Linked DNA regions of Mus musculus: regions 1, 2, 4, 5 and 6 are each linked to region 3. Evidence: chromatin contacts called from public Hi-C, HiChIP or PLAC-seq, Micro-C and promoter capture Hi-C data. All regions are on one chromosome and are shown on one strand. Each heading gives the region's core, a stretch centred on a gene start, on an enhancer-like site or on the middle of the called end of the contact. The rest is flanking DNA. Distances are from core to core; before and after follow the strand shown. Region 1 holds the start of Rc3h2 (ring finger and CCCH-type zinc finger domains 2). Region 2 holds the start of Nr6a1 (nuclear receptor subfamily 6, group A, member 1). Region 3 holds the start of Dennd1a (DENN/MADD domain containing 1A). Region 4 holds the start of Ppp6c (protein phosphatase 6, catalytic subunit). Region 5 holds the start of Strbp (spermatid perinuclear RNA binding protein). Region 6 holds the start of Zbtb26 (zinc finger and BTB domain containing 26).

Evidence for each region. Hi-C and Micro-C count contacts between places; a contact is called where the count stands out from the background. HiChIP or PLAC-seq counts read pairs in DNA pulled down with a chosen protein or histone mark. Capture Hi-C pulls out chosen DNA fragments and counts their contacts.
Region 1: an H3K27ac HiChIP or PLAC-seq map of embryonic stem cells shows a contact between it and region 3, with 3 times the contacts expected there. The contact joins the promoter of Rc3h2 here to the promoter of Dennd1a in region 3. A contact is called at or near these places in 3 of 39 promoter capture datasets (the C10 cell line, liver and pre-B cells) and 2 of 115 datasets of contacts at active chromatin or transcription factors (embryonic stem cells and large pre-B cells).
Region 2: a contact with region 3 is called in a Micro-C map of embryonic stem cells, with 3 times the contacts expected there. The contact joins the promoter of Nr6a1 here to the promoter of Dennd1a in region 3. A contact is called at or near these places in 2 of 39 promoter capture datasets (hippocampal neurons and liver) and 1 of 484 Hi-C or Micro-C datasets (embryonic stem cells).
Region 4: a contact with region 3 is called in a Hi-C map of regulatory T cells, with 5 times the contacts expected there. The contact joins the promoter of Ppp6c here to the promoter of Dennd1a in region 3. A contact is called at or near these places in 2 of 39 promoter capture datasets (neural stem cells and pre-B cells), 1 of 484 Hi-C or Micro-C datasets (regulatory T cells), 2 of 115 datasets of contacts at active chromatin or transcription factors (cardiomyocytes and embryonic stem cells) and 1 of 9 other capture datasets (liver).
Region 5: a contact with region 3 is called in a Micro-C map of embryonic stem cells, with 7 times the contacts expected there. The contact joins the promoter of Strbp here to the promoter of Dennd1a in region 3. A contact is called at or near these places in 5 of 39 promoter capture datasets (hematopoietic stem and progenitor cells, hippocampal neurons, liver and 1 more), 4 of 484 Hi-C or Micro-C datasets (CD8 T cells and embryonic stem cells) and 2 of 9 other capture datasets (adipose tissue and liver).
Region 6: a contact with region 3 is called in a promoter capture Hi-C map of adipose tissue. The contact joins the promoter of Zbtb26 here to the promoter of Dennd1a in region 3. A contact is called at or near these places in 2 of 39 promoter capture datasets (liver and pre-B cells), 1 of 484 Hi-C or Micro-C datasets (B cells) and 2 of 9 other capture datasets (adipose tissue and liver).

The regions. Positions count from the first base shown.
Region 1 is chr2:37,421,227-37,425,508 of GRCm38.p6, reverse strand. It overlaps Rc3h2 (ring finger and CCCH-type zinc finger domains 2), which reads left to right and starts at 2,606. Exons shown (of 22, transcript NM_001100591.1): 1 at 2,606-2,742. It overlaps Zbtb6 (zinc finger and BTB domain containing 6), which reads left to right. Exons shown (of 2, transcript NM_146253.5): 2 at 1-9.
Region 2 is chr2:38,923,292-38,927,992 of GRCm38.p6, reverse strand. Nr6a1 (nuclear receptor subfamily 6, group A, member 1) reads left to right here and starts at 1,532. Exons shown (of 11, transcript NM_010264.4): 1 at 1,532-1,875. The coding sequence starts at 1,776.
Region 3 is chr2:38,285,396-38,289,553 of GRCm38.p6, reverse strand. It overlaps Dennd1a (DENN/MADD domain containing 1A), which reads left to right and starts at 2,170. Exons shown (of 23, transcript NM_001362973.1): 1 at 2,170-2,441. The coding sequence starts at 2,425.
Region 4 is chr2:39,224,320-39,228,606 of GRCm38.p6, reverse strand. It overlaps Ppp6c (protein phosphatase 6, catalytic subunit), which reads left to right and starts at 2,258. Exons shown (of 7, transcript NM_024209.3): 1 at 2,258-2,440. The coding sequence starts at 2,366.
Region 5 is chr2:37,700,584-37,704,943 of GRCm38.p6, reverse strand. Strbp (spermatid perinuclear RNA binding protein) reads left to right here and starts at 1,599. Exons shown (of 18, transcript NM_001379315.1): 1 at 1,599-1,752.
Region 6 is chr2:37,440,133-37,444,688 of GRCm38.p6, reverse strand. Zbtb26 (zinc finger and BTB domain containing 26) reads left to right here and starts at 1,517. Exons shown (of 2, transcript NM_199025.3): 1 at 1,517-2,002. Rabgap1 (RAB GTPase activating protein 1) reads right to left here and starts at 1,404. Exons shown (of 26, transcript NM_146121.2): 1 at 1,233-1,404.

The DNA of each region.
Region 1 (4,282 bases), core at 1,357-3,856, 860 kb after region 3:
AATGGAGAACTTTGGGCTTGTGTATTTCTATGAATTTTAAAGGAATCATTTTCTCTTTAGTAATAATGTTTTTTAAAATTATGTGTGTGGGGTTATGTGTACATAAGATTTATTATTATATTTTTAGTTATGTGTATGTGTGGGCATATGCTTGCTAGCAGCTTTGGATCCCCTCCTGGAGCTGCAGTGAAGGCAGCTGTGAGCTGGGAACTGCACTCAGTTGCTGTGCAAGAGTAGTCAGCTACATTAACCACCTGGTAATCTATGAAGCCCAAAGACTCACTCTCTCCTGCCTGTTTAATGTACCACCACCTGGCACATTTCTGTTATTTTCAACTGGACAGTGAAAAGTAGAACTACCTACTGGGGCTGGAGAGATGGCTCAGTGGTTAAGAGCATGGACTGCTCTTCCAAAGGTCCTGAGTTCAAATCCTAGCAACCACATAGTGGCTCACAACCATCCATAATGAGATCTGACGCCCTCTTCTGGTGCATCTGAAGACAGGTACAGTGTACTTATAATAATAAATAAATCTTAAAAAAAAAAAAGAACCTACCTACTGGTTTATATATGTACTAAAAGGTAGATAAACAGATTACCAACTGTCATAGGGCTTGTATTTTAATGGAGGTAGACAAACAATTGTTAAGTTTTTGAAATTAATTTGGAAAAATGCCAGTGATTAAAAAATGATAGGGAAAGCTGGGTCGTGCAGATATCAAGGATCAAGGCCAGCCTGGTCTATAGAGTGATTCCAGGACAGCCAAGACTATACAGGTTTTTGAGCCCTGTCTAAAAAACATAATAGGGAAAGGAAGGTGTGATTGTTAACTTTTAATGTGGTTTTCCATGTTTGGGGAATGTTTCCTGTGTGAAATGGAAAAATATCAAATGGAAGTAGAATGGAAAATGCACACACAGTAGGTTAGGGAACATGTATATATAAAATTACTCATCACTGTCCAGTTGAAAAGAACAGAAATGTGCCAGGTGGTGATGGTGCACACCTTTGAGCCCAGCACTCCAGAGGCAGAGTGAGTTCCAGGAAAGCCAGGGCTACACAAGAAACCCTGTCTTGAAACAAAAACAAAAAGAAAATACCAAAATGTACACCTGATTGTTGGGAAACTTTCTTTTTTGATTAACATAATTGGATGAAATTATGAATAATGAGTTATTAATGTATAGCTGGTGGGGCTGCCAGGTGGTGGTACATGCCTTTAATCCCAGCACTTGGGAAGCAGTCAGATCTCTGCGTTTGAGGCCAGCCTGGTCTACAGAGCTAGTTACAGGCTAGCCAAGGCACCAGAAAACAAAACAAACAACAAACAGGTGGGGCCAATGGATCTTTCACAAAAAAAAACAAAATGCAAAAACTAAAAAGCCGATCTTGTCACACTTGCCAGAAGCTTTGTGTCACTGGAGCTGCAGTTGTAAGCAGTTCAGTCTATGATTCTGCCTGGACCTTTCAATTGCTGGGTTCACAGGGATGCACCATCACATCTGCATTTTTTTTTAAAGATTTATTTATTTATTATATGTAAGTACACTGTAGCTGTCTTCAGACACTCCAGAAGAGGGCATCAGATGTGAGCCACGGTGTGGTTGCTGGGATTTGAATTCAGGAACTTCAGAAGAACAGTCGGTGCTTTTAACCACTGAGCCATCTCGCCAGCCCCACATCTGGATTATAACTCATGTATATTTAAAGCTTCATTAGAGAAATTTCCATATTCTAACTTACATACAGATTATTATCATGGATGTTGCTGAACATTTTGTTTCACATTCAGTTGCACATCATTAGCATAGATTCACAATATTAACCTTTTAGGATTACTTTGATAAATTAACTATAAAACTAAAATGCTTTTAAAATATCAGTTATCATACAGCCTGGCATATTTGTTTATAATTGTTGCTTTTCTCATCCTTATTTTCAGTCTTTCTTCATAATTCCTACCTTACAGGTTGCCATAAGTCCTCTAACAAATATTGAGTTATAATTCCAAAACTTGTAAAATTTGATCCTTCTCACTTTTGAGGCATCTGGGATTTTAGATGAGGTAGGTGGGTTTGCCAAACGTTTTCACTTTGGTCCTGGTTTTTGTAAACTGGAGAATTATTTGCTAATCTGGTTAGTATCTCACTACAAAGAGAGTAAAGTAGACTGTAACATAGATGAAGCAGGTTCTGCTCTATGGATGATAAATTTAACGTTGGCTCAATCTTGCAAGCCTCCTGGTCAAGGCTTAGATGTGCAGGGAGTTTCCCATAAGGCCCTTCGTCTTGCCTAGTCCTCGCATCATCTCCCACAGTACTCTGGGGTTCCTTTGTCATGTGACGAGGGTGGCTTTCTTCTTCAGAGGGAAACTGATGCGCAGTTCTGGTGGCCGGGCCACTACGCTTCCCTTCTGCCCCAACTCCCGGGCTTGCGTAATCTCGCGTGAAGTGAACAGTATCTTCTCGCGAGAGCTAAATCGGGATCCCTCCAGGTCCGCCTCCGTGGTGAGGAGGAGGAGGAGAAGGAGGAGGAGGAGGCGGAGGGAGGGAGGAGGAGGAGGCCCCGTCGCGGCCTTCGCCGCCGCCAACGGGGCTGTCCCTGTAGCTCCCGATGGAGTTTGAGGCCCTGAAACCGCCGCCGAGCTCTGCCCCGGCGAGACGAGGCGCCTCCGTCGCCGAGCCGCGCCGTCGCGGGGCCCCCGGGAGCGGCCCTTAGCGACCCCGCCCGGGCCCCTCAGGTAGGGCGGGGGCGGGCAAGATGCGGCTGGGGCCCTGGCCCGGCTGCCGGGTCCTCAGAGGTGGGGCGGGGAGCTGTCTCTGCCCGGCGGCCTGTGCACGGTGGCCGCCGGTACCCCGAGGGTTGGGAGTCGCGGGCCGCACCTGACACGACAGAGAGGCCCCTCGCTCTGGTAGGGCTTTTTGATGCGAAGCGAAACGCTCAGATGGCCACCTTTCTCCAGCACCGGCTGAAGGGACGCCTCTGACCACTGAGGATCCCACCCGAACAGAGGCCGGCTTCCTTCTTTGCTTAACCCATGTAGGAAGAGGGGCTTTCGAAAAGGTCCCCGAGATCAGGTCCTGTCTTAGCGTTTTCTTTTCAGCCCTTGGGCTTACCGAGACCACAGCGCTGGGATGGAGGCGATCTGAGTGTTGTAAATAGGGACCCTGGCTAAACAATGCCCAGGGAGGGCTTAACCTCCCTGGAGGGAGATGGCTGGACCAGGGGATGTGACTAGGAGCGATGGCATGAAGCACAGCCAGGGAATTCTGCTATAGTTTTCTTTCCCCCTTTCTTATTATTTTCCTTGGGGGAGCCTCATAAGGAGACTCTTCCACCATCTTAGGAGAATGGTAGAAAGCATCTTTGTTTCTAAGAGAAACAGCTGTACTTTTCTGTCGTTAGGAAGGAGATAAGGGTAGCTGTCATTTCCATCCTTGAAATCACCAGAGTTTTTAAGATACTGGCAGACACAGCCTTCAGACCAAAATAGTCTAAAGTAATCACAGACATTAAGTATTCAAATTCAGTGATTCTCAACCTGTTTAGATTTTTGTTTAAGCTCCACCTCGGTTCTTTTTAATCCCACTGTCCTCCTAACCTTAGGACCCTAAGGAATTTCTTCTCATCTTGACCCACTGTAATTAGAGTTGACTTTATATCCCGAATAAAGTGTTAAAAGTGTTTTACAAATCTTCCTGTCATTTTTAGTAGTCAGGCTTTAAAGTTCCAGTAAAAACTTGGAGTTAACCAGAGAAAGCTAATAATGGCACACTAAAGTGATATTATTTGACAGAAGGAAAGAAACGAATGTTCTAGTTGGTGGGTCTAGTCTCTTTGTGGTTAACTTGTATACACAGCCTAAGACTTGGACTCATTAAGAATAGTTTGTAGATTCCTGTTTTTACCTTTTATGTGGTTAAAAAACTACATCACTGATCTGACATCAATATCCATGTTAAATTGTTTACTTAAATTGTTTACTAACACAGTCAGTTCTTGAAAACCCAGAGACTATTCTATCCTATTAAAGGCTATTTTCCAATATTACCATTGTTTTGTTGATTTGGTGATTCATGTTTCCCACATTCAGAGTTTGGAAAATTGCTTGAAGGACAAAACACTTAATATATTTTCTAGTCTTGTTTAGGGAAGACAGGTACCATAATTAAACAGGCTTTTATTCTTCGAGAATTGAATTGAAATCTAATTCATTAGTGGAGCCTTTGAATTACCCCATGAGTTATTGTTGTGTTAGTATGACATGCAAGAAGACGTTC
Region 2 (4,701 bases), core at 283-2,782, 640 kb before region 3:
GCCACTTCATTTGTATGTGAGAGCACCAATATCAGAGCTACCTCAATGAACAGGTGTGGGAGCTTTAAACCACACAGCATTAGTGTCAATCTCTCATAACAGCTGCTGGCACAGACTAAGGATGGACCAGGCCAATTAATATTGATAATGGAAAGTGCAGGAAGGCTTGGCAGAGCCTTCTCAATAGCAGGTAAGGGAAGAGGCATGGGAGCAACGTGGGCAGGAATCGGAACAGGTTAGATTTCATAAGCCAAGTAAAGACTTCTAAACAATTAAGTAAAGAATGACTCACAAGAGCCAGAGGATTCCAGGGGCACATGGGGCAGAATGAAGTGACAGAATGAAACCGCTTCGATACGGCCCATTAGAGGAAAGCCCAGCAAAGCACCAGAGTTCTTTGATTTATAGTAAGCTAGATAGCATTTAAGTTCTAGACTGAAACTTAATAAGTCTTTTCCTAAGGGAGGTGTGTGTGTTGTATAGTGTGTGTGTGTGTGTGTGTGTGTGTGTGTGCGCGGGTTGTGTAGTGTGTGTGTGTGTGTGTGTGTGTGTGAGAGAGAGAGAGAGAGAGAGAGAGAGAGAGAGAGAGAGAGAGAGAGAGAGAGAGAGAGAGAGAACGCGCGCGGGGCATTTCTGAAAATCACCACCACCCCTAATCCTGAGAGCCCCATGGCCGCGCGCCACCTGGTGGCAGCGGGAGGTGGGCCCTGGAGGAGGAAGGGGAGAAAATCCAGGATTTTATTTGGTGGGAACTTCTGTAAACTGAGGCGATAGCGTGTATGTGAGAGTTGGTCTCTTATCACTGGATCCGATTCTTATTACACCTCTCATTTTTGAGACAGGTATACTGAACAGGAGTGGGAAGGGGAACACTCCGGGAAAGGGACATTCTTAAAACAGAACTCTTTAAGACACAAGGAGTCAGGGGTCTCAAGTTTTCTTTGGTGGCATCAGTGGAAGTGATCTTAGTTTGTCCATCTGTTCTATGGGCAGGGTGCGGGGAATGAAAGAGGAGGAAGAGAAACTTTAATCTTTCCCGCCCACCCGGAGGTAAAGGGGCTTTAAACACTTCTCCGGAAAGCAGAGTTGTATAGATTCTATTTGCATACGAACGCAGTCACCTCGGGTTAAACTCGGGTCCTTTAATCTCTGGTCCAATTTGTCGCTCAGCCCGGGAGGAAAGCCCTCATGAGTACCTACACACCCCGCCCCCTGGGGCCTTCCCCCACAGGGCTGGGCTTGGTTGCACGTGCTCACCCGGTTCCCGGTGGATACGCCTCCTTGGAAAGGCTCATTATTAGTGTGGGGAAATAGTTGGAATCATAGAGCACTATGATCACGAATAAGTTACAATAGAGAGAAAACTCTGACATAGCCGTTTATTATATTAATATATTAGAAATTTTATTAGAGTTTGTAATAGTGATAGGTTTGGGTTCTCCCTACTTAGGTCTTCCTGTTTTTTTTCCATCACCCCTTTATTTGGTAGAGTCCCGTGTGGGCAGCCTCGTTGGGAGGACTACATTTCCCAGAATTCCTCACGGGCATGTGCGTGGCAGCGGCGCGTGACGTCAGAGGAGGGAGCTGGCCAGTGCTGAGGGGGCGCGGCGCGGAGGGGCGCGGAGCCGGGCGGCTCAGGGGCCCAGAGAGTGCGGCGGCCGAGAGCCTGCCGGCCCCTGACAGCCCCCTCCCCCCGTGGAAGACCAGGACGACGACTACGAAGGCGCAAGTCATGGCGGAGCAGCGAAGCCCGAGAGGGCCCTGAGCACCGCCGCATGGAGCGGGACGAACGGCCACCTAGCGGAGGGGGAGGCGGCGGGGGCTCGGCGGGGTTCCTGGAGCCGCCCGCCGCGCTCCCTCCGCCGCCGCGCAACGGTGGGTAAGGGGCCTTCTGAGCCCGGGCGGTGCCAACGCCCGCGACCCCCTCTTTCTCTAAGCTGACTCTAGCTCCGGGATGCCGGGCAGCTCCTCAGTGAGGACTCCACCCTGGGCTCGCACTCTCCAGGCAGGGTCCCCGGTCCCCTCTGCTCGGACCCTCCCCTCCCCCCGTCCCCTCTGCGCCAACCCTTTCTCCTCCCCCAGGAGGCCCTGGTGCACGGAGCACCCTCTCTTCCTTCACCAGGGAGCTCGCAGACTCCACACCTTTGCGCCCTGCACCTATCCTGGAGCGTTTTCCTCCTCCACTGTCCCGAGCTTCCTCCCAGCCCGTGAGCCTCCGCCTCTGGGCAGACCGGTAATGGTCCTTCTCGGACCTCGGTGCTCACTCCTGTCCCCTGGCCTTCCTTTACTCAGACTCATTCTTCTAGGCGACGACTTTCTGCTGGCTCAGGTCTCCAGCGGGATCCTGGGGCACCGGGACACCTGCCTTTTCCCGGCGTTTGCCGGACGCTTCCCGCGCCGCCCAGCCTATCTCTTCCGGGGTGCTGAGAATTCCTCACCTGGCCCGGCCGCTTGCGTCCCCTTGTTCCCAGCCCAGTCCTCAGGTTCCTCCGGGCTGGCTCTCGCTCCCTCCCTGGCTCAATGTTTTATTTGTTTCTGTTTGATATCCCCCCCCCTCGGTGTTTGCGGCGGAATGTTTTTATTGGTAAAGTGTAAGGAGCTTTTGTGAGGTCGTAAAAGGTGAACTTTTGAACTTGGAAAGCGCCCTGGAGCAATTAGCGCAGGCGATAGCCCCGGGAGGCCTGCATTACAAAGGGTGCTCGTTGCGGCAGGCCAACGCTCCCGCGGCAAACCCGATTTATTTATTTATTTGCCCTGCCTTCCACCTTTCACATCTCCTCATTTCCGAATAAAGGGCAGGCTCTCAGAGATCCCTGCCTCCTCCCCTCTCTGCGCCATAAACGCGCAATTCTCTGGAAGATCTAGGACCCGAACAGTGTCTAACAAGTAACAGATTTCAGATTGAATGCAAACACTGGGGACAGTTAGGAGGCACTAAAAATTAATTGCTTTGGCAAGAAGTTTCTCAATCAGGACAGTGACCTGGCAGGTGTGGGGAAAGCAACCTGAAAATAGGTCCCCGAGATTCTGGTGAATGAGTGGGGACGCACAGAAGAGAAATCTTGAGTTGGATTTGGTGCTTCATAACCGTATAAATTCATTAAACATTCATCGTTAATTCAGTACATCTTTAGTTTCTTTTAAGCTAGTTAAAAGGAAAGCCTGCGTAGAAGAGAGCCTGATTAATTTGATATGATAGTGATCAAATGGTGATGTTTTCAAAGCGTGTGAGCCCTAAAGATGTGTATTATGTGTGGATCTAGTTGGCCGGGCATCCGGTCGGGACTGATCTGAATGTGAGCATGTTTGGGATCAATAAAGTCCCACGTCACAAAGGGAAAGAAAGGAATATAGTTAGGGTAGAAAGAGACACTGTGTAGAAGAGCAAAGGTGATGGTTTTGGCGTTTTAAATTTATGCACAGATTTGGTTTGGTATTAATTTGTAAATGTTGTAATTCTTGATGTAAGGATTACCCGCAGGTTTTCAAATTCCGTCTCCAGATCTATCGGGTATCCCTCGTAATGTATTTTGGAAATGCCTTCCTGTTTGCTAATAGTTTCTGTTCCCACCTGTGCTTACTATCAGATGACAGATTTTATTGCAGCCATCACTTTCAATTCTACATGAGAATATTATTGTAAGGAAAACCAGAGAACAATGCATTTGCTATTAATTATTCATTGGAACATTTTAAAGAACTGAGTGGCAGTTTTAGCTCTTAATCAGATTATTTGTTAATACTCATTCTTTCCTTAACTGGTCAGAAACACTGAAAAGAATCTTAAGGAGCAATCAGTCCGTTAAGGCTAAGAAATATCTCTAATATTTCACCTTAGTCCAAGTTAGTGATACAAATTTATTCTTTTTACCGAAAAAACAATGGGAACTTTTGGCAGCTTAATTGGTTCAAAAGATAATAGGAAATTTTTGTACCATAGCTTGTTTTTCAGTAAAAAAAATAAGCATGGTCTAGGTAGTGTTTTACAGCTTATGTTAGTTAATTAGTACCCAAGAAGTGCTCATGAGATAAAAATTGCCTTTGGAATAGTGGGCTCTTTTTCTTTTTTCCTTCCTAATGAATATTTTTCTCCAAAGATAAATGAAATTGTTTGATTTCTGCGGAGAAAAGTACTTCTTTAACTTTCCACCGTGGTGACATTTCTATTTTTTGTGAAGTCGTTATCTAGAGAGAGGGTCTTTGGTCTGTGTTGTGAAGAAGTCCATTGATGCTGAATTTACAGTCCTCCAGATGTTTTTATGATTCCATCAGAACAGACTTGCTAGCCTTTTGATGCACCACCACCCTTTCAGGAATTCCTTGTGCTGACTCTGCTATTTTCGGCTGTTGGTTGTGGTTTTCATAACAAACAAACTCATTTAGTTGCAATAGTGATTGCTCCCTTTTGGGATTTCAAAGGAAGATGAATGATTTGAGGGAGCATTTGTTCATTTTATTTCCAGAGGGTGGGAGAATAGATTTTTAAATATTTAAAGCAAAAGAAGGCTATAAGCCATTATAAAGAATTAAAGGCATATTTCACTTTATTGTACTTTGCAGGAAATGCGTTCACTAAATACTGTGTGCTTCTCTCCACACGAGTTTACCAAAAAATGCTTATTTCTTAAATTAACAAGTACCTTACGTCACAAATTTAACTTCTTAGTTCTGGGACTTGAGAACTTAATTCTGAATCAACTG
Region 3 (4,158 bases), core at 921-3,420:
TCTAGGTCTATCATGTGACTGGAATTATTAACACTGATGTTGACCCCCTTGGCTTCACTTGCCGTCACTTGTATCACCTGGGGAATATGCCTCAATTTCCTTTTTGCCAGTGGAAGGAAAATTTCCAGGACCACCATGAGGATTGGCATGAGCCAGGCCTGGGGAATACTATGCCTAATTCATAGAGGGCATGCACTTGTGCCTTCACTAAATGGATCTGTCATTATTGCTTCTGTTGTGGCCTCCAGGCCTAGAAGACATGAAACTGCAGTTCATGAAAGTGAGTCTCTCTGGGGCCTGGCAGGGACAGGTAGCAGGTTGATATTCCTGGCTCTCAAATATTTTCTTTTTTTGTTAATTTCTGCCAGGGACTGTTGTGATCAGAGTACTGGAGTCCTCATAATGACCAATAAAGGAAGGAGGGGCCCTTGCTGAGCCACCCTTCAGTACCTCTATTAGTCCTGCTTTCCTTGTGATGAAATATCTGATTAAAGTAAGTGAAGCAAGCCAAGGGCAGGTGTGGTGGTGCATGCCTTTCAGGCCAGCAGCACTCAAGAAATAGAGGCAGGCATGTCTCTGTGTTTGTCTGAGCCAACCTAGGCTGGGTAACTGGATAGTGTCGCAAAAACAAAACAAAACAAACAAAACAAAAACAAAAACAAAAAACCCCCCAACTCAACCCAACCCAACCCAACCAAACAAAACCAAAAACCCCCAAACAAACACAAAAACATCCCAAAATAAAAAACAATGTAGGGTTTAATTTGGCTCACAGTTTGAGGGTACAGTACAGTTTAACATGGTAGAAGGAGAAGACATGGCAGCAGAAAAGTGAGGCTGCTAGTCACAATGACTGAATCCAGTCAGAAAGCACAGAGAGAGATGAATGCTGCCTTCCCCGTTCATTTAAGCCAGCCCATGGAAGAGGCCACCCTCCTGAATTAAACTAATCTGGAAACTCCCTCAGATATTTCCAGAATTTTCTCACCTAGGTGATTGGTTATAGAATCTGGTCCTCACAGCAAAATAGCCACCATCTTCACATCAGCTGTGCCTGCTTGCAGAAGGTCATCAGGAGCAGGCCTGTTGGCTGTTAACAGTTTCTCAGAGGGGACTCCACCCGGTTCTCCCAGCCATTTGTATGCAATCTACTCTAATTGCACATTCCTCTGGGCCCAGGGAGGTGCTGTAGTACACAGATTGTAGTAGTTTATAGGAGGTTAACTAAAGAAAACTGTATATATGTCTACAGGAAGCTTTCGGTCATAGAAGGGTAGGTTTTTGTTTTTGTTTTTCAAGACAGGGTTTCACTGTGTAGCCCTGGCTCTCTTGGAACTAGTTCTGTAGACCAGGCTGGCCTCAAATTCACAGAGATCCACTAGCCTCCCCTACTCAAATGCTGGGATTAAAGAGTCTTGGGGGGAGGGGGGCGGGAACACGGACAACGACGACGATGATGGTGTGCACTTTCCAGTGCAGCTGCTTTGGAGTCACCCACACTCCTGTAAGCAACCCCCACTCATGCTTTCTAAGAAAGTCCAATAAAGTCATTGGTTCCACAGGTTAAACATTTGGACTAACTCACCCTCAGCACCTGGCATGCAGTTCTATGATACCCCATTTCCTGGGATGGGCCGGCTTTTCTCCCAAGCTCCTACTTATGGAGGTATTAAAAAAACAAAACCAAAAACAAAACCAAAAAAACAAACAAAAAAACCAACTCTTTAAAGCTAAACATCCATGGTCTGTGAACTTCAGTTTTCAAATTCGGGAAACCAGAACCCTGAAGCCTGACTCAGTGAAACTGGAGTCATTGTGAGTTCCTGAGAGGGGAGGACAACTGTTTCCTCCAATTCAGACACCCCCCTCCCCGAATTTTAGCCTGTCAAAAATTCTCCACTTGAGGAGTGGACGAAGGCTTCTTTAGTGGCCTCTGGGGACACGATGGAAGTTCCTTCAGGTCGCTTTGGGTGGATTCTGATGAAAAGCAGTGGGACAAAGGTCCCTAGGTCTCTTCTCAGAGAAGCCACAGACCTTTCGGGTAGACCACTGTCCTGCTGCGCGCTTCCCGCCCCCCGGGGCCACCCTCACGCGAGTGGACTACACTTCCCAGCAGCCCCCGCGGTCAGCGGCGCGGGCGGGAGGGGGCGGCGGTGTGAGAGACGGAGGGGGCGGCGCGCGCCGGGTACGCGCGCGGGCGACCATGGCGCTCGCCCGGCTGGAGCGAGTACTTTAACCCCGGGAGGCGACAGCAGCTGCGGCGGCCGGGGAGCGAGCCTCGAGCGGGCGGGCCCCTGCCTGAGGGAAGGGAGGAAGGGGCGGGGAGAGCTCCTGAGGGAGGCCTGTCGGCCGCGGGCGGGCGGGCAGTGCAGTGCAGCGCAGCACCGAGCGGGGCCCGCGGGTCCATGAGGAGGCCCCGGGACCATGGGCTCCAGGATCAAGTGAGTGCGGCCGGGCGGAGCCGGGCGCGGGGGAGGCGAGGCTGGGCTAGAGCTGCAGGCCGTGGGCCGCGCTTGGGGGACTTGTTGCCCAGACCGGAGGGGCGCCCCGCGTGGAGGCGTCAAGCGGGGAGGGGGACGGTTGCCATGGTGATGCGGGAAGGCTCGGGGACGGGGTGCGTGTGGGGTGGAGGGGCGCGGATGATCAGATGCCCCCTCCTCACCTGAGGGCGGGAACTGCTGACGCGGTGGCTCCCTAGGCGGGATGTACAGAGCCCCAGAAAACTGTCAGACTGCTGCTGGGAGAGGGGAGGTCTCCGGAAGCAAGTCTTCATAAGGGTGTGTTTGGGGGCGACCCCGAGAGTTGGCAGGTCCTGAGAGGTTGCAGCCTGTCTGCGTGAGGCCTGTAATCATTCCAGAAGTGGTGTGAGGTTCTTAGAGGGAGGGGGCTTCTGGGACATTTAAGGCCTGGATGGCCTGCCTGCACAGGAAGGCGCTTTGCCTTTGCTGACTCTTCCTCTTATCTGAGTCTGCACACAAGCCAGGGCCAAAGGCTATGAAGGAAGACACCTTTAGCTGTCACTGAGCACCTGATTTTGAAAAGGTTTTGCAATCCAGTCAGGCACATTCCCTTACTCCTTCTTCATTTGCTTGGAGCCCCTGGTTGAGGCTTCGTTTTCTCGTGAAAATGCTGATACTTGTAACTTAAGTACCCACCGAAACATTAGAAGTTGTCTTTGGGAATTACAACTTTTCTGTGGTCCAATTTGGGTGTTGTTGCCTTGGTCTCTATCTCCCCTCCCAGCTAAGACCAATTCTGGCCACTCCCTTCCTCAGCCCTAGGACTCAGATGCTTACTCTCTTTCTCTCTCTCTCTCTAATCATTAGCAAATGCTCACTTTTTCTCTATGACTAATAGAATTGCTTAAGGACATTGAAAAACAAAGTTGACAGCATAGGCTTTTCTGGAAAACAGCATTCATAAGACACCATAAACCCTCTTATAGGAAAGTCCGTGGAATGTGATTATTTCAGCATTTTGAGAATTGTACTAGGGAAGTTTGAAAGAGGAAGGGCCTCAAGGGCAAAAAATCTAATAATTATTCAAACATTGCATCGCATGTCCAAGTGATGCACATGCAGTGTGACCCTTGCCCAGCTGTTCAGTCTCTTCAGCGGTTAGAGTTCTCATTTACAAAAGGTGTCTTGTAAGTTTTGCAGAAATCCTGTGACACCTGCTGAATGACATTAGAAAAGTTTGCTCATGAAAATGGATGTGGAAGCATAAGAAGACCTTTATTTTATTTTTATAGAAAAGGGAGAAGGTTAGAATATAACACAAGAGTTTGAGAATCTGGGGAGGTAAAGTGATTTAGTTTGTGAACTATTGGGGTTAAAAAAGGAGTTCCAGGCTAAATTCCCCCCTTCAGGTAAGAGTTGTGAACTTGGACTTTCAACAGCATGTAGAAACACTTTCTGGAAGTCACCTCAGAGTTGCAGAGAAAGCACTAGGATGTGTCTTAACTTTCTTGTTCCAGAGAAGTTCAGAGACTTGTTGGACTGGAGGCATCAAGTATTCGAGTGAACATTAAAATAGAACAAGTTCAGATTATGTGTTCTCACTCTTGACAGTAGCAGGTTGACAAGTTTGTTTTGTAAGTGTGTTTGGTGGAATGCATCACTGTACTATCTGAGCACTTGAGTAAGGGAATTTACCAAA
Region 4 (4,287 bases), core at 1,009-3,508, 940 kb before region 3:
ACTAAACACGAACAACAACTAGGAGGTTCTATTGTAAAGGGTGAGGAATAAAACGTTCACTGAAACTATATGTTCTTGGGGTAAATTATTAATACTTTGGGTGTCTTCTCTCTGCAACACAGAAATCTTAAGATTTCTGTAGGGGTTGCAGTTGGGTGTCTATGGAGACCCAGAGTCTTTCCTCTGTAAAAACCATGATCTATAAACTGATCAACCCTCTTTTGGCAACTTCATCTGCATCATCTCTGATCTATGTCCTAAGTATAGGTACTCCTTTTCTTTCCTAAAACAGAAATGGCTCACCTATGTGCCTATGTGTGATCAGAGTGTCATACTCTTATGGTGAGGGTAGAACGCAAAACAGTCTTTGTGACTGCCTGTAATTATCAGAAAGCTCCCACTGACTGCCAAAGAATTTAGAGGTATACACTCACTCTGCTTTCCTTCTGGAAAGACAACCAGGGCAAGGTTGGATCTGCCATGTGCCCAGTATGTATTTGGACAGTGATTACTTCTCTGAAGTAAAGCTCCAGAATGCTTGGATGTGCCTTGGGTCTTTTGGCTTGAAACCTCAAGCCATGCTGGAGGAGTATATTAACAAGAAAAAGTGGAATATCAGATAGTTTACATTGTTGGAACCAACCCTTTTAGACTATAAATTACATTTCTAAATTCTTGTAGGAATGTTTGAATTCTGTTTTTAAGGGGCTAAAGAGATGTCTCAAACAAAACCAAGCAAAGAAAACAAAATTTAAAAATCCAAATAAGTTTGATCATGTTGCATGTTTAAAATCCTACAACAGTTGTCCACTGCATCAAAAGGAAAATAAATCTATGTATTCATTTCTTCCTCTGAGCTCCAGCCACTATGGTATGGCTCTTCCACAAAAGCTCCAAATAAGCTTAGAAATGCATCAGATATCTTCCATACAACTTCCCACCTTCCCAACTTTGCTGTGTTTTTGTTGTTGTTGTGTTTTTTTTTTTTTTTTTGAGACAAGGTCTTCTGGTTGACCTGCAACATGCTACATAGACTAGGCTATCCTAGAACTCACAGTTATCCAGCTGCCTCATCACTGCTGTGGTCAAATATGTGGTACACTATGGTCAGGTTAATTCTGAATCCTGTGTCAACCCATCCTCCTTACTATGCTGGAATGTTTTCCTTAAATTATCACTTTCTAACATGCTCTGAGTAATTTATTATATTTGTCGGTTATCTCTAACAGAATTAAATTGCAAGTTGAGGACAGATTTTTTAATACATTATTTTTTATTATTTTATTTATTTTGACTGCAAATATATTTCTGTACCACATGCACACAGTGCCCAGAAGAAGGTGTCTGATCTCCCGTAACTGGACTTGAAAGCAGCCACGTAGATGCTAGTAATAGAACTTGGATCCTCTGGAAGAACAGCTAGTGCTCTTAACTAATGAGCACTCTTTCCAGCCCCAAGGATAGAGATTTTTGTCTATTGCAGCCATTGGTTATTCTAACTGCCTATAAGTGTATCTGTACTTTGTTGCTATTCAATATAGAGTTGTCAAATGGACCAATGTTAAAGCTATAGTAGGTGTCAAGAACTGTTCTTGGCACTGGGATACGACAAAAAAAAAAAAAAAACCTTTCCGGCCCCCTCCTGGAACTCACCGGATTAAGTCAGTAGCCTGTTTTTCAGTCTAGGATCCATCTTTTCTGTTTCCTTTGAGATTTTGGGGCAAATAACACATGCAAACTTTGCATTCTTACAGTCTTACAAGAATTGAACAGGAGAAAAAAAAAGTGCCAGTATTTGTACAGAATGTGGCATAAGAAATGCTTTATTGTTTGTTTCTTCCCCCACCCACCACCCACCCCACCCCCCAGCCAGAGAACCGGTGGTGTTAAGTTTGTTTCAAATGTTGTCTAGGCCAGGTCTTCAGTAGTCCTGGAAAGGCGGTAACAGTAACTCTTAACTTTAACTGAAGATACTTTACAGGGTAGGAGTGAGAGCCAGGGAATTCTTAGTTAACCACTTCATGGTCTTCCTTAGAAAAAGCCTCATTTGAGGTGAAGTCTGTTGCCAAGGATAGGAAAGGAAGAGCATTTTACTAAAACTACAAATCCCAGCACGCCCCGCGGCAGAGAGCTACGGGTCCCAGTAGGTTTTATCAAAAGGACCTCCGGGTTCTCTTGGAGATAGATCCGTGGCCCGGAATTCCGCCTGAGAGAGAGAGCGGAACGGGTCAGGCTTTTACGTCGCTTCGCAGACGCCACTCACGGATCGGACGTGACGTAAGGAGGGTTCCGGATTCGGCCTCCGCCGCTGCCTCCGCTACTACAGCCGCTGCCGCTGCTGTCGCCGCGGCTTGTTCTTCCTAAAATGGCGCCGCTGGATCTGGACAAGTATGTGGAGATAGCGCGGCAGTGCAAGTACCTTCCCGAGAACGACCTGAAGGTGAGCCGGGCCGGAGGCCGTCCAGCTTGCGAGGCAAGCCCCTTCCGGCTGCGGGGCTCCCGCCGGCCCGCCCTTCTCCCTCGGCGGGATCCCTACCGGGCGCCCGATCCTGGCGCGGCGGAGGGCGCTCCGCGGTGCGAGAGGACCGGGTCCGAGGCGGCGTGACGCGGAGAACCAGGGGAGCCCGGATCCCCCGAATGCTGTCCAGTTCTTTGAGGGGAGATCCCGGGGGATGTCACGATCCCCTGACCCTCACGGGACTCCGAGCTTAAAGACTCTCACTCTAACTCGCTCGGCCTCCCGGAGACGGAGCCGGGCCGAGCGGGTAGTGCTCCCGGGATGGGGTCCTCCCAGCAGAGGTAACAGGAGCCGCTGTCTGCTCCAGGGACGCGGCCGCGGTGTGTTTAAGTCCCTGAGAGGTGGAAGCCGGTGGGCGGGATCGATGCGACCATAATGGGAGAGAATGACAAGTCGCCTCAGCTTCACCACTCCCCTAAATTGCTTCTTAGGAGTGGTAGTTTTCTTCTGATGATTTGGATGTGGATCTCATTTCTTAGCCCGTTGTTGAGCTATTTAAGTGAATAAGCAGTTGCTTATCAATAAGTTCAAATGTTTTTATGACCTCTGAGCTGTTCCCCTGTAACTCAAGGTGTCGTTTTCTTGGTTTTCCAAAGGAGGTCTTACTCAGTTCAGGCTAAGTTAATGCAGTAAAGAAGTAAGCCGTTGGTGTACCACTGTTATCAACCGTATTTTGTTTCTGCAAAAACTAGTGCTTAGGACCACGTTGGTGTTTATCCGATGGTTGCTAATGTCTGTTTTATTCCGTTAACTTTGATTTGCTATGTAGTCAGTCACTCTCGATCATTTGAATTTTTTTTTCATGCTGTTTTTGTAATATTTTTAAGCCACAGGCTTAAAACAATTTTTTCAAGAAAAAAATTGCCTTTTTCCTAACGAATTTTATTTCTCTTGTGAAGATTTTGCTCTGTGTCTGTTTTCTTGTCTCATCTAGTACATGAAGTTTATATTTAAATCAGCCAACAAGTATGCAAAATGTTTAAGACCTCAAGTGTTGGTTGTGTGAAAGTACATAGCTTGTAACTTACATACTGACTGCCTGTGTTACATGATTGGTGTTCATATTCAGCCACCTGAATCAGGCATTTGCCTTGTCTTCCTGCTTGGTAATTTTGTTTTGTCTTGTTTTTGCTTTCTTCCTGAGATAAGATCTTAATATAGTTCTTGCTGGGGCTGGAGAGATATCTCAATGGTTAAGAGCACTTGGCTGCTCTTCCAGAGGACCTGGAAATTCTGTTCCCAGCAAGGGCATGATAGTTTGTAACATCCTGTCACTCCAGTTCCAAGGAATCTGATGCCCTCTTCTGGTCTTCATAGGCACCAGGTACACATGTGTTCCACAGACATGTGTGCAAGCAAAGCAGCCATACACATAAAATAAAAACAAATCTTTAAAAAAAGTTCATGGTGGCCTCCAACCCAGTATGTACCTGAGGATGGCCTTGAACTCCTGACCCTCTTGCTTCTACTTCCCAACTGCTGGACCCTAACCAACATGCCTGGCTTTTTCTTTCCGTTCCTTTTTTTTTTTTTTTAATAAGATTTATTTTTAATTAGTTGGGGGGGGGCGGTTATGTGCACATTTTGCCTTTGTAAGCCAGGGGCACCAGGTCACCTGGAGCTGGAGGTACAGGCAGTTGTGAACCAAAAGATGTGGGTGATAGAAACTGAACTCGGGTCCTCTGTACAATCTTAACTGAGGAGCAATCTCTCCAGATCTTAGATATAGATATTTTGATACAGGGCATCATGTAGCCCAAGCTTGCCTT
Region 5 (4,360 bases), core at 350-2,849, 580 kb after region 3:
TTGTTGAACTGGTGATGCACAAGCAGGAAGAGTCTGGACCTGTGTCTCAGGGCAGTCAAGGGGCTCCAGATGGAGTATGTTCTAAACTGATAGAACAACCAGGTTTCCAGAAGGCTAGAATGAGGTGCCAATCAGACATAGTGATCTGGGGCTTAGCATAGACTTCAGGGATATGTTACAGACCTGGGGATAGCTAGGAAAGGACAGCTTTGTTGTTAATGAAGTGTCAAGGAGGGGCAATGGGAAGTGTGTATGTCCTGAAGTTGAAGGCCATACTCAAAGCTTTTTAACTCTAAGTATTAACATATTCTGTGAATGAAGTACTGAGGTCATATATTTTGGTAGTGCTGTGGATGCAACCCTGGACTTTGTCCATGTCAGGCAAGTATTATTGAGAATCATTTCCAGTCCAGAGCTGTTAATATTTGAGTCTGGTACAGGAGCAAGATGAGAAGGGGACCTACCAGGGGGAGTGTGGGAGGTCAGTCCCCTACTGTCTGCTCAAATTAAGTGGGGTTCTTTGCTAGGTTTGCTTTAGGCTAAGGACCTTGACTTATTCTTCAGTGCATTCTAGCACCCTGCCGAGTGTGGAGCATGCAACACACACTAAGCATGGGCTGAACCCCCTGGGAGAATGCTAGGCACTAAGAAGATGCCAACGTAGAGCTGTAAAATAAAACTTGAACCTTTTATTTCTTTCCCAGTACCACCGTTGGAACAAAGTGGGTAGGTGTTTAGCTAGACTACTCCAGACCTAAGGAGGGAAATAAGGAGGGAAAGGATTTCCCGGGCCATTAAGGGTGGAGTAGGGAGAGGAGATTTTGATTTTTGTTCAGTGCTTGCTATGTGCCAGGAAAATTCATATCTATTGTTTTATGCCATCTGCTCAACGGCTCTTAAATAGGAATTACAGTTTTAGTTTTTGTGAAGTGGAAACTGAAGCTCGAGCGGTTCGGTAACTTGGCCAAGGTCACACAACCGGCAAGTGGGAGGGGGAGCGAATCAAGGAGGGATCGGAGTCTCTTACTCAGCCAAGGTACTGCCTGCCCCTCCTCCACCCGGGAGGCATTGCGGCGCTTACTCCGTTAGCGTAAAGGCCGAGGCTGGAGCTGGAGAAGCATCCCGCACCGGGACGCAGAACCTGGGGAAGCCGGCTCTCATTGCGGCCGGGAGCAGCTCTCAGAACCTGCAGTTACGAAGTTAATGCGCGCTTAGCTCTTTTCAGCAGTTGGCCTCCGCCCAGCAACGCTTACCGCCGCAGGCACAGCGGGGCTCAGGTACGGTTTGCGGCCCGGGCTAGGCGCCGCGAGGTGGGCGGGACGCAGTTTACGTAAGCGGTCTCGCAGGTGCAGGCGGCGGCCGCGGGCCTGAGCGCCCTGCGCGCTCCCAGGTGCGCAGTTGACGCAGGCGACAGCGCGGCGCGGCGGCGGCGGGCGCTGGCCGGAGCTCTCAGGTGCGGCAGAGCGCGCGTGCAGGGGGCGCGCGGAGGGCGATGGGGCGGGCTTTCCGTTCCCCAGCAGCCGCGGGCCCCGCCCCCTGGATCGGCCAATGGGCGTGCTCGGCGGCGTCACGTGCTTGCCGCCGCCGCCGCGGTCGCTGCCGAAGCCGAGCTCGGATCCGCGAGCGCCACCAAGGCAGCAGCCGCCGCAGCCGCCGCCGCTGTGCTGAGGAGCCGGAGACGCGGGCGGACGAGGTGGCGGCGGCGGCGGAGCGGGAGCGGGGAGCGGACGCGGGCGGAGCGCGGCGGCGCGGGTAGGCTGCGGCGGGGCCGGCGCCTGCGCGGCGGGCCGTCCCGGGCGGGCGGCGGTTGAGGCGGCGGTTGAGGCAGTTGGCGGAGGCTGCCCGGGCCCCGCATTGTTTGTTGTGCGTCCTTAGCAGCGGCGGCGGCTGCTGAGGCGAGGAGCGCGGCGCAATCCCAGCCCCGCGGCTTGAGCTTTGTGGTCGCCGCCGCGGTACCCGGCCGGTCCGCGTCAGGACTGCGGGTCGCCTTGCTTGCTTTCGGGGTCGGGGTCGCGGGTCCCGGCCCTGAACCTCCCGAGGGCGTGGGCAGCGTGCGGGGCGCCAGCTCTGGGGAGGTGGGAGGGTTCCGGACTCGGGGCAGGTGCTGGAGGACGTTGCGGGCAAGAGCTGGGGAGAGGCTCGGGGGGCGGGCACAGGGTGTGGGCAGATTTGGGTGTAAGGGAGCGTTGAGGGACCCGGCCCCACGGTGACCAGGGCCTCAAGGGCACGCCTGGGGGACCCATGGGGGCCTAGGTCGGGCTCGAGAGGGAAGGAGGACGTTCCGTTTGGGGATTCGGATGGGTGTGTAGGGGGATTTGGGGCGGGCAGGGGCAAGTGAGGTGGTGGAGGGAGGGACAAGATGGGCACCTCTAGGCAGAAATGGAAGGAGCAGATGCCCTGGTTAGCGCTGCTTGTGAGGGGCAGAGAATGGGGCAGGCAGCGGGAAGGCCACCGGACGCCTGAAGGGAAATGGCGGAGGAGGGGTCCGTAGCTGGGAGTGTGGCGAGCAGGCTGAGCCCCAAAAGATGGAGGGAAGGAGTGTCAGAGGAGGGGGTTCTCTCAAATGGTGGCGGTTGAAATTGAGGGTATTCAGGCAGGAGATGTCTGTCTGTGTGTGTGCGCCCAGGACGTCAGGAGTTCCCTAGTGAGTATCTGGCTGGGAAGTATGGAAGGAGACAGGAAGGGGTTGACAGGCTTGGGGAAAATGGCTTGGTTCTGTATTCAGGGTAGAGGAGGATAGAGCAAGTGGGAGGAGGAGTGGTTTACACAGGTACTGAGTTTGAGGGCTTTGGGAGAGAAATGGGGATAAGGAGGTTATGTGGAGGTTTTAGGTTGGGTGGAGAGAGATGTCAAGGCAGGAGGTGTGTGTAGCAGTAAAAGGGCAGCAGAAGTGAGTGAAGCGGAGGGTGTTTGTGTGAGAAATTCTAGTGGGCACCAGCAGAAGAGGAAACCTTGAGGTTGGGAGCACCCTGGAAAGGGATGGGGTGTGTGGCAGGATGGAGAGTGGGGTGGTGAGCAGAAGGGAGGGAGAGGAAATATGGGAGTGGTAGGTAAGGTGTGTGTGTGTGTAAATGGAAATATTCCCAGGGCAGGAGGTGTGGAGAGAAGTTGGGAATGAGGAGGAAGATGGAAGCGGGGGTATGTTTGAAGGGAAATCAGTAGTAGGATGTAGGGGGTATGTTTGAAGGGAAATCAGTAGTAGGATGTAGAGGAAATGAAAGGAGTAGGCAGGGGACAGAAGAAAGGGTATTTTGTAGTAGAAAATGTAAAGGAATAGTACTTATACTGAAGGAAAGGAGAGGTGTTTATGGGTTTATGGCTGTAGCTAGAAGGACAGTTGTATGGAGTTGGTGTGCTGAGGGAAGTAGGATGCTCATGTTTAAAGCAGGAAATGACTGTCAGAGAGGGTTCAGAAGTAGGTTACTTAATTAAGATTTTGGAAGATTCAAGGTGTGGAAGTGTGAGGAAAGATTGGAGTTTTACAGTGTTAAGACATTAAAGGTGGTTGCCTTTAATCTCAGTGCTTGAGAGGCAGAGGCAGGTAGAGCTCTGAGTTAGAGGCCAGCCTAGTCAGTTATAGGAGAGCCAGGGCCACACAGAGAAACACTGTCTTGAAAAACAAAACAAAGACAAGCAAACAAGCAACAACAACAAACCCAAAAGACAGTAAAGGGTCCAAAATTAAGTCACTGAGAGATAATAAAGGGTAGAGTGCAGATGTCCAATGGGAGGAGAAAACTAGGGAGGATTATTTTCAGGCTTAGAGGAACTAGAAATTTGGGACAGTGGACACAGGATGTGGATCCTAGACTGATTAACAGAGAATAAAGGACTTTCAATTGCATACAATATCTTTTTTTAAAATTTTTTTTAATTAGTTATTTTCTTCATTTACATTTCCAATGCTATCCCAAAAGTCCCCCCTCCCCTCCCCCCTCCCCTCCTCCCTGCATATAATATTTTAAAGTTAATTTTTTTAGGATCAAAGAGGTGATGAGCCCCACTTTTAGTTTTACAGCAAGTGAATGGGAAAGGAATAAGGAAGAGCTGACCACCTACTTTCAAATTGGGCAGTATGTGGTGTGTATTCACTTAGCTCTGTTGACTGAGTAGACATGTGGCTATACATTGTGAAGAATACACCCAAAAGGTAAAGGAAATGGAATTGCAGTAGGTGCATAGTAGATGTCTTTGTGAAGCTTCCTGAAAGCAGGTCCCAGAGGCCAGTAACATCAAGAGCTCAAGAGAATATGCAGTTGATATGTTGTGTCTCAGGTACCCAGAAGCTTCCTGGGACAGTATTTGGGTGCTGGATGATGTAATATCAGAGTCTCATGCTACAGGCTGACAAATATAATGT
Region 6 (4,556 bases), core at 268-2,767, 840 kb after region 3:
GGGATTAAAGGCGTGCACCACCATGCCCGGCTAAAAGCAGTGCTTTTTTTAAATGTATTTTTTAGACACTAGCAATAAGCACTATGAAAATTGAGGCAGACCCTGATAAAAATGTGTGAATGAACCAAGAATGCAGAAAACTAAGAAGACATTTCTGAAAATAATTTATATAAAAGGCCTGAAGAGGCACCTTGTGTTTATGGGCAAGAAGACATAAAATAATAATAATAATAATAATACTATTCAAAGCAACCTACAGATTTACAAAAACGGAAAAAAAAAAAAAACGTTCCAAAAGCCGTTTCCCAAGAAATGGTAGTCAATCCTCAAATCAATACAAAAGTATGGCTGAAGATGTAGCTCAGTAATACAGTATTTGCGTATCATGAAAAGTCCTAGGTCCAGTTCCTGATACTAAATTCAGATGGAAGTGAAAAACATCTCGAAGAACCAAAACAGTCTTGAATAAAGATGGAGCACTCACAGTAAATGCCAAACTGCCTGCAAAGTTACGATTATTAAAGCAGTATGGTACTAGCACAAGAATAAACATAGACCACCGTACTCTAGACAGCCCAATAAGAAACTCTCATAAAGCGAACTGATTTCCAAAAAGTCCACTCAATGGGCAAAAAGTTCACCTTTTCAACAGATATTACGGAAAATGGATATCCACAAAATAATACAAGGAGTTAATGCGGGAATAGCTAGCAGTGGTTATACAACATTGTACAAAGCCACTTAGCTTTAAGCTTGGAAAAAGATTAAATTGATAATTATTTCTGTTTCCTATAATAACACCACCAAACGGTAAATAAAACAAATGTAGAGAAAGCAATAACTAAGTGGATGGGCAAAGTAAAGGGAATTCAGAATGATTTCCAGATTTTCTCTTTGGGAAGAGGCCCTGTATGATTGTTTCACCAAACAAGAACTATAGCTAGGTAGGCCTGGGCATGAACTTGTTACGAAAAAGGCACACTAAACACTGGACAACAGGAAATCGGTCTAAGTGGCTGGCTCCAGTGCTCAAGAGAGGTATTCAGGTTAACCACAGATTTGTGAACGGCTAGGGTAACCAAAGATAAGGAAGGCAAGAGATTGACCTGGGAACATAAAAGGAAGATTTCCTAAGAAACACCAGTATCCACAAGGGACGGGACCCAACAACAGCTTTCTGCATTCCAGGCTCCCACGCAGCGAGTCCACATCCCTGGGCGGGAGGGACTTACCACGGCTTGTTCGCAGACAGGCTGCTCAGGCCCATGCAGGCAACGGTCAGCGGGAGCACTTCGTGACTGCAGCCGCGAAGAAGAGAGCTCGGGCCCGCCTTCTACCGAAGAACCACAAGCAGCAGAGCTCACGAAGCCGACCCTCCGCAGCCCGATTCCCTGGCCTCGCCCCGCCCACAACGCGGAAAGTCCCTCTCAGGGGCCCGTCGTCCTCCGAGCATTCCGATTGGCGGAGATGACCATGGGACCTGGAAGTTGTCTTTGTCCGGCCAGGGCTGCCCTTCCGGTTCCGTTGGGTCCCCCTTTGGCTCAGGTTGCCTGCCCCTCCCCCTTCCCGGAGCCCCGAGGGGCCGCAGCTCCTGGTTTTGCCAGATGTAGATGGCGACCTTCCCCCCGGGTCTGTAAGTTCGGAGGCCACCCGAGAGCCGGGCTAGGGTGCGGGGTCTCTGGAAATGGAGCCCCCGTGGGGACCTGGATCGGCCGCAACCTGCCCTGGGATGGGAGCCAAGGAGCTGGTCTAGGCCCCCAGACTTTTGAGCCATTGGACTGGCCCATGCTGCATCCCACTTTCTTCCCCTTCCCGAATCTGCAGTGGGGAATCTCAGGATGCCCCAGGGACCGCTTCCTGAGACCCTCTATATAGGGCCCTGTAGCTGGCCAGGAAGCCAGACTCTGGCATTTTGTAAAAAGTGCTGCAGTTGAGGCCGGCAGAAAACTGAACGGCGGGAGCTAGCCAAGGCAAGGCCTTCAGTGCCAACCGCGAGTCTACTGTAAGTGCCAGGTTTTGATGGGTTTTACCCTTGCTCAACCGCGGATTACAGCACCTTTTGAATTACTGGTGTTATGCCATTCAATAGAGGTTCATCAAATATCCAGTGTTCATCTCCAGTTTGGAAGCGACATTTATAAGCAAATTGATGTTCGTAAGAGGGTGGAGGGTATGCAATATGTTACTTTAATCAACTGCTCTAAGGACAGTTGCTGGGAAGCCTGTAGAAGAGAGTGGCCTCTAAATCCTACTTCTTGATAAAGAGAACTCGTGAAATTACTTTTTCCAAAAAAAGAAAAGTTGTAGTGGTACTGAGACGTTACAGACTATGAGAAAAAGGAATAGGGACAGGGAGGTTGTGTACATAAGAGTTTGAGTTGGAGAAGTAAAGTGAAATCCAAATAGTGAAAAGTTTAACCAACACTAAATGAGATGAATTATCTTTTTGAAGCTCTTTGAGCAGGAAACTGATATGGTCAGATTTGTACTACAGAAAGTAATTTTGTTCTCTGGGAAGCCTGTAGAATAGAAATAGCTGACTCTGGGTTCTCTTAGCTAAAGTCTAGGTACTTATATTTGAGATTATTTTGAAAAGGTGATGACGTCCTGGTGAGATGCATTAAAATCTAAAGTAGAGTTACGGTATTGTTACAAGAAAGGAGGCAAGTGCTAATGTGTCATAGATAATTATACGCTGAAAGAGAAGAAAAAGTAAGTCTTAGAATTTAAGCAGTTGACATTTGAAGAATAGCAATGCCATAATCAGAAATAAAACCACAAAGAATTACAAATTCAGTTTTTGAGTTTGAATTTATGTCTAAAGGGATAGTGACATACAGCTGCCCAGTGTAGGAGCTGGGGACACAGATATGGAGATGAGCCTCAGCGTCATAGCATGTAGACCATAAGAAGATCTGGCATCCTAGAGGGTGCACTGAGAAAGAAGGTTACTGGGAGGACAATGGCTACGCTAATGAAGCAGGAACTCCAATTGGAGCCAACAGTAAAAGGGAGAAAAGAACACAGGGTTGAAGCAACTAGGGTGACCCAAATATCAGAAGAGGATTTTGAAGAGAATCCCTTGGATCTTTTTTGTTAACAGGATGGGTAAGAAGCAATTTTAGTAGATGAGGTAATGAAATATAAAATATCAGAGGCCTCAACTGGTTTGATATTCCATTGGAGAAACGTGAAAGATTTGTTTATTTACTGAACATGTTTAAAGAGCACATAGCAGGCACCATTCTAAGTTCATTTGAAAATTAACTAATAGGCTGGAACGATAGTCAGTAGATACAGCTCTTGCAGAAGATGTGGGTTCCGTTCTCAGAGCTCACACGGTGTCTCAGAATTATCATAATTCCAGTTCCAGGGGATCTCCTACCTTCTGGCCTCCATGCGCCAGGCATGCGAGTGGTGCACATACACACATGCAGGCAGACACTCATAAAACAATTACTTCTTTAATGATGAACTTACTTAATTTTCCTTAGCAGCCCCATTTATTATTGGTTGAAAAGAATCCTGAAACAGACTGGATAAGTAAGTGGCTGAACAGAGTTCTAACTGTAGAAATACGACTCCAGAGTCCGTGCTGTACTCACTGTACTGTGTTATGACTAGATGGGAGTCAAGGAGTGGGAGAGTGTAAGGAAAAATTGGCTTCTTGATTAAAAAGGAGACCTCTAAGCATAGCGAGGGTGAGAAGAGGTAAGTGATGAGTTTATGTTGTATTGTGTATATGTTTTTTCTTTCTTCTGTCCTAAGGTCCACTTCCATTCTATGCAAACTTAGGTGTACTTTTTGTACTCTAATGTTTTCATTTACAATCTGCTTACCATTTCAGTGAGGTTTCTTCTACAGCTTTTGATGTGTGGTGTGTTTCTAACCAGCTCCCCTGGTGGTGCCAGGAAGGCTCTTTTGGTGGATTTTGATAAGCAGCCTATGATCATCTCCTCTAGTAGTCGCTAGGTTAACTGAATGACATACCAAGAGATCCAGCCACTAAAGCCAAATATCTTAGAGTTATTTGGATAGTTTCTCTCTTGTTCTTCACCTTGATGAGCATGGTCATTGTTTAGCTGATTCTTTGTTTTAAATTCTTTTTTAAATTTCTCTAGATAGTCACAATCTCATCATTTCTGTTTTGATCTGTTAAAATGATGGCATTAGTAAAAGGCTGTTCACTTAGCCATTTCCTATATATTCTTCAAATTGCAGAGTTTTGGCTAGTGCAAGAGTATAAGCATCATCATTTTTAAATATTAAATACCTAGAACAGTATCTCCTAGTATATTGTTGAGATTAAAGTTGATTAAATTTAGTAATGAGGATAGGGACTTAAGAATTCTTACCATAGTAATAAGTAATGACCTCTTGGGAAAGGAAACTAATGACAGGAAATAACTAATGGCTAAAGTGTGTGACCTAGGACTACATTATTAAGGGATAATTGGGCTGATAGGTATTGGGAAAAGTTTCCTAAAGGAAACCACAGACTTCCCTAACTTTTTTGGACTAAAGCAGAAAGATAAAAAAGCAGGCTTTTTCTTGAG